Linked DNA regions of Aedes albopictus: region 2 is linked to region 1. A link is a contact called in public Hi-C data. All regions are on one chromosome and are shown on one strand. Each heading gives the region's core, a stretch centred on a gene start, on an enhancer-like site or on the middle of the called end of the contact. The rest is flanking DNA. Distances are from core to core; before and after follow the strand shown. Region 1 holds the start of LOC109431372 (E3 ubiquitin-protein ligase highwire). Region 2 holds the start of LOC109431375 (rhythmically expressed gene 2 protein).

Region 1 (3,106 bases), core at 276-2,775:
AACGACAGAAGTACGTTAAAATTTGATGTAGTTGTGGAAATCAAAATTAAATGCCGGGCTAATGTAAATTTTTATTCGGGACGATAGCTCCGCCCAAATAGTTCGGCCCCTTTTTTGCAGCAGTCTAATTTCGCATACTCACTTTCTTCGAGACAACGCAACAGCCGAGGGTTATCAAACGATTCTTCCTTTCCATTCAGAACGATTTTATTTTCGGTGAAGCTCTCACACGTGCTGATTGTCGTTTTCGTACAAAGCTGAAATAAATTTACATCCATAATGATCGGATCGGTCCCGTCGTTTATCACACCTTCAATATCTAGTAGGTGGGTATTATAGGAACTGCCTATGATCGCATATCAGTCCCATATTTGCTGGGTTTCCTATTCATATGGGACAGTTATGCGATCATAGGCAGGGAAGGTCTAGTAGAGAAACGAGATATTTTTTCTTACGTGATCGGTGGACAGCGTCGCACTAACGGAGTCATTCAGTGGTAAAATCAGGTCTTCATCGCGCTTTCCCCCTTCGATATGGAAAATATAAAAAGGATGTTTTATTCAATTTTTAATATTTCTACGTGTTTTACTATTGATACTTACAATATTTTATTACAGCAATATTTACAGGAGCAATACAAGTAACAGAGAGCATTTTCATGGATTGCTTTCGTAGAATCTGATCGACGACGTGGCTACAGACTACGGTATGAGTAAGTATCTAAATGATCGCTGCTTCACTGCGTCCGCGTTTAGGAAGACCCCACAAGAGACTGATGTGCTGTATTTACATCGCTCATTATCAATTTCTCTTTCGGCTTTCTGCTTTTTCGGTATTCTGGAATGTAAACAAACAACCGGTATTGTTAGTAATGGTATTGGTGATGTGAGTAACGCTTATGCGATGGTATTGGGCAGTTTAATGAAAACTTACCTTATTTGCAGATATGGCGAGTCAATTTTGCGAGAAATGCCTGTTGAAAATATGGTCCCGTCCTGGAAATCATCGGATAAAGTCGAGGAATATGCTGTAGCAATCCAAAGAGACTCATCAATCGATCAGTGTATTCTTCTATATTACCGAACTATTTCGAATATGTTTGGTGGATGATGATTCCAGCTTCGATTAAACATGACCAAAGCCATCTTTACTGATCTGACAATCGGGACTTCAACGCATTCCTTTCTAATTTAGGTAAGTACAATAATAATAGTATTGTTTTATTTGTTGATTCAACATACTTGTTAACAACAGTTCAATCAAAAAATGTTTATTGTACATATGTAAAATGATATTCACTATTATGTATTTTTATGTATTTCTTAATCGCCATTAAGGCTTGTTATAAAAATTATTTACATTTCTGTTTTCTGCACTGCAAGGAAAAATTATATTGTCATCTTAGTTATTCGCTTGGTTATTCGCGCTTGAAGTTGCTTGAAATCCATGTTGTGCGTACAGTAATCTAAAACTGTCGCACCATATTCAGTACATCACAACCAATATGGCTAAACGTCAAACTGACAGTGGCAGTAACGTGTAGAGCTGCATTACATTCAAAACAGGGAATCTAAAATTTCAAAAAAGCACGTGCTATTTTCCCCACTGCGCTTGTGCAACGTGCATTTGTTTACATCCAGCCGACCAATCAGAGCGTTTGTTGTTGTTTATCCGGCCAGCTGATTTTGACGGACCGTGCAGCTTTGTCGGTATTGATTTTTCAAATTTCATCGATTCACTCGACGAAGCTGGAAAAGTGTGAAAATACTCGCAGGACTTCGCAACGGCGGAATTTTTCGTCCGTGGAAAATTTGAGAAAAGTGATGATTTTTTGAAGTTTTCCTTACCGAATGGTTGCCCAGTGTGTTCGTCATGATGGAACTACTAGACGCTGGTAGATATAGTGAGAGTTTTCATGAGATTTTCGTTAGAAATCTCGCAAACAGGTATTTTCCTCAATGGAGGACTGGAATCCTTTGTACAAATAATCCTATCCTTAAATTTCATAACTAACCCCTCATCTGCGACACAACACATATTTCATTTGTTTAAATATGCTTCAGGAAATGTAAGGATGATAAAATTAAGCGTAAGGAACGTAGTATTCAGGTAACTCTGGTAAGGCGTATTTTTCCAATTTTAATGTTGTTGCAAAAATGGCCGCCATTTTTAAACTTAGTTCTCACCCTCTTATTTTCAACCACCCCCTTTGAGCTGTCAAACGGGGTGGTGTAAGGGGGTGAGAAAGTTCATTGGACTTTTTGATCGATTGTTTTGGTTCGGGCAGTGATGCCAGTTTTTTTTAGTTGCATTGGAAGTGTTTTGGCGGGAAAACTAATTTGAATTTGGTACAACAGGAAGGCGAATCGTTATCATCGTGGATCGAGGTCGCTCCCAACGCGTCCAAATTCGCCATCTACAATGCGATCCGGTCGATTGTGCTGGAGGCTGAAACCAAGAACGCCAGATTGAATCTGCCGGGAGGAACCGCGGGCAAGCTGGTCAAATCATTCTGCTATCATCAGAACTCCGGTAATGATAACGAACAAAATTGCCTGTCGTGCAAGGAAAAAGTTAAGGATGGCGGATCGTTCAAAGATACGGATGTTCCCGAGTTTGATTTCGAGGATAACTTCGAACCAGAAGAGTTACAGACTTTTAACGTCCCTAAGGTATAGGACTTGTAGTTTCAATTTAGATATAACATTGTAATGTACTTAAATCTTTGTAGATCGTTGGAGCTGGTTTGGAAAGTTTATTTGAAATCATATCGGAAACTAGAACGGAACATCCTAGAATTTGCACCAAGGCATTGAAGTCTCTCTATGATATTATTCAAGGTAAGTATTTCTGTTAACTCAGGGTACGATAGCTTGGTACCCTTCCAACATATCGTCAAGCTTTAAGTTTACAACTGTACTACCCTCGAAGCCATTTGGTTTCCCGGAAGTTGCCAAGAGCACACTGTAGCATCTCCCAATTGCTAATTGACATAATTTGTGGTTAGAACTAGGGCGATATCTAATCACCTCTTATCCTCTAACCTTCGTTCTTGATCAATGAAAACTCCAATGGTGATTGCTTTCGCTTTAGTTAGTTTGATCAT
Region 2 (3,228 bases), core at 523-3,022, 150 kb after region 1:
TTAAACCTCTTGTTGTAACTTTGTAGAGCAGAAAGATAGTCAAGCACTGAAATACGCTGATTGAGGCTAGAAAACCAGTGCTGAAAAATTCATTTCGCCATATCTAAATTCAACCACCAACAGCTCATTTTAAAAGCTGAACCTGAGAATATGGTATATGAAAAACTTGTGCGGCTAGACCAATTCTGCTAGAAAGTCACGGAAAAACTGCTATTTTTCGAATATTTAAGGTAAATGTCACGGACTACCTTCGAAAAATGCCAAATGATATTCACCGTGAATATCATTGGGGTTTTTCGAAGGTAGTCCGTGACATTTACCTTAAATATTCAAAAAATAGCAGTTTTTCCGTGACTTTCTAGCAGAATTGGTCTAGCCGCACAAGTTTTTCATATACCATATTCTCAGGTTAAGCTTCTAAAATGTGCTGTAGGTGATTGAATTTAGATATGACAAAATGAATTTTTCAACACTGTAGAAAACTAATCCCAAGGTTTTCTTTTTTATCAAACCATAGAACGGCAGGTATCCAGATCTTATGGTCTGTATTCATATTTACTCTAAACGTATATTCTATTATGTACACTTCAGCAATCAGAAATGAGAAACCGATCTAGCTACAATAATAAAAACAGAACTATGTGTAACAATCTACCACTTCATTTCAGTAGTCTCTAACGCGTGAATAAACTCTTGAAAATTTGCAAACACATGTCTTGGGTCTATTTCTGAATCCGAACAAACTTCCTGTTTATTCACATTAACCAAAATACTGGCCCAACCGGCCCGTTTTGCACCTACATAGTCCAGCTTGGGAGTATTGCCAACGTGCAATGCTTCGCCAGGAAGCACCGACGAGCTGCAGAGACTCAACGCAAAGTCGAAAATCTCCTGACTAGGCTTCTGAATGCCAACATCGTAGCTTGTCACAATGAAATCAGTCGGAATTTTCATCGCCTCCAGTATGTGGCTCAATCTTGGATCAAAGTTGGATACTATTCCTATCTGCTTGCCATGGGCACGCGCCAATTCCACCATCCGGTCGGCCATATCGACTTTGGTCCAGCAGTATCCTGTTGCGTAGTCTTCTATGAGCTGGTCAGCGACACGCCCGAGCATCGCCTCGCTCAGGTGCCGATGGGAATCGCGGAAAATGTCCATGACCAGCGTCCGCCACCACCAACGCCAGTCGTACTTTGATCCCTTGCCGAAGTTAGGATAATCACGTGCCATTCGCTTGAAGTGCTTTCCGAAACATACCGAAAGGGCCTGCTCCTCGATGCCGTGGCATCCTAGATGGCGAGCTGCCATAGCATACTGCATTTCCGGTGGACGAGAGAATCTCAACAAAGTATCCGTCACATCGAAGGTCACCAACTTGAAGCGGGACAAGTTCTTCCGCACCAGTCGCGAGTTGATGCTCATTGTTGGCCTTCTTGTCTAGTCTTGCTGTGATGAGCGATAACAAAGAGAATGGATTTTTTTTATCAGTCATCCTACAAACACATGAAGCTGCTTACCTTTGAACTATCACTATTAGATTTGCACAATCTACATTAACTTCAGCACTAATAACACAGATTTGTCGTTTTATAAATTCATGTTGACTAAATTTCAGAATTCAGTAAGCCTAAATAAATAGCACCGCAGAAGAGGAAGTTTTACGAGCGTTTACATCACAGAACAACAAATCATTGTGAACTCACTTTGTTTACGCCGTGCATCCTCTTATCTTTTTCGTTTCGTCCGAATGCAATTTTTATTAATCTTCGTTCGCCGCACACAAGAGAAGATCAAGCGACCCCTCGGCCCACGACGAATGAACATCGCAATGATGTGCATTAACAATATGACGTGCTGGTTGCGTGCATCGAGGGGTTAACACGAGATGAACATCACAGGATGTTGATTCACCATAAATTTAGCGAACATCACTTTACTTTTTATCCGACGAACCACATTGAATTTCTTACATTTCAGTCTATTCCAGTTAGGTACTTGGGTATGCATTTGGTAGTCCACAACTTGGAAGGAGCGTTCAATATTTATAGTTCTAGTTCTCATAAACCCAACATCTTTTCTTCACCTTGTCTTTGAAAGGCGAGCAGTGTCGACACTATGCCTGTTTCGAACTGATCCGGTGCTCACCCTTCTTTACTATCGAGGAAAATTTGATCCTACGACCAAAATAGGCATCGAATTCTGTCTTCATTGCTTCAATCTATCGGTCCCGGTCATCCCGGCTTAGCGCTTCCTGCAGCGTATCAGGGTCCTCGGATACCTGTGGAATGTATTCCGGCGAGAGATGGTGGCCGTTATCAGAAGAAACATCCAACTTGCGCCACCAGTCCAACTGCCAAGCTCCCGTGCTGTGAAACACATCCTCGTCCTGGTTTTCGTTCATCTCGTCGTCGATTCTGGGGAGTTTCAAACTTTTGAGGCAAGACAGTATACACTGATAACAATAATGAGATTTACACGTCATGTAAACTTCATTTTGGTCATGTGAACTTACTGTTATGTCATATCATGTCATGTAAACACTCAGAGTCATGCTGAATTACATGACATATAATGTATGCACAGACAAACAGACATACTACTTAGAAGAAATTTGTTTCAAAATCATCGTTTGGCATCTCACTAGCACCCTCTATAATGCTCAATCCGAAGCATTCATTTGCAGGTGTTGTTTTCCTCGGTTCGATGTAACAATTTAGCAGGTGACGACTAAAGACACTATATGCAAAGACACGAAATGTTCCAATTGGAATTCCAAATTTGCTGTCAATGTCATTCCAATCGAGCAGGAGACCTGTCAAACGCGCTTTAAAAGCATTGCTCGACAGCATCATCGTCATGACGCGACAATCATCATCAATAGCAACAATCATCAGATTTCGTGTCTTTAGCATACAGTGTCTTTAGTGACGACTCCCTCGTGGCATCACCCATTCATAAAACATGAATGAAGGTTCATGATTGAGTCATTTTATGTAAACATTGATCGGCGTCGCGTTCATTTCTCTCGAAAATTGAGAGGTGATGTAGGCACAGCAGCGCCACCATGACACATGCGAGCACAGTCCGAACCACACTGCATTTTTAAAATGACCGTTAAATCGTGCGACGATTGCGATTTGAGTGGTATGTCTGTTTGTCTGTGATGTATGTTTACATTATATTTCATGACATTTACATGATATGTCATGTAAACTTATGTCACAG

Evidence for each region. Hi-C and Micro-C count contacts between places; a contact is called where the count stands out from the background.
Region 2: a contact with region 1 is called in a Hi-C map of embryo, with 4 times the contacts expected there. The contact joins the promoter of LOC109431375 here to the promoter of LOC109431372 in region 1. A contact is called at or near these places in 2 of 3 Hi-C or Micro-C datasets (embryo and whole body).

The regions. Positions count from the first base shown.
Region 1 is chr1:159,359,664-159,362,769 of AalbF5, forward strand. It overlaps LOC109431372 (E3 ubiquitin-protein ligase highwire), which reads left to right and starts at 1,526. Exons shown (of 42, transcript XM_062845647.1): 1 at 1,526-2,089; 2 at 2,358-2,672; 3 at 2,732-2,840. The coding sequence starts at 1,916. LOC109431404 (diphosphomevalonate decarboxylase) reads right to left here and starts at 1,210. Exons shown (of 7, transcript XM_062845652.1): 1 at 934-1,210; 2 at 603-837; 3 at 456-526; 4 at 143-257. The coding sequence starts at 660.
Region 2 is chr1:159,506,940-159,510,167 of AalbF5, forward strand. LOC109431375 (rhythmically expressed gene 2 protein) reads right to left here and starts at 1,773. Exons shown (of 2, transcript XM_062845654.1): 1 at 1,521-1,773; 2 at 1-1,445. The coding sequence starts at 1,425. The coding sequence ends at 652. LOC109431372 (E3 ubiquitin-protein ligase highwire) reads left to right here. Exons shown (of 42, transcript XM_062845647.1): 42 at 1-708.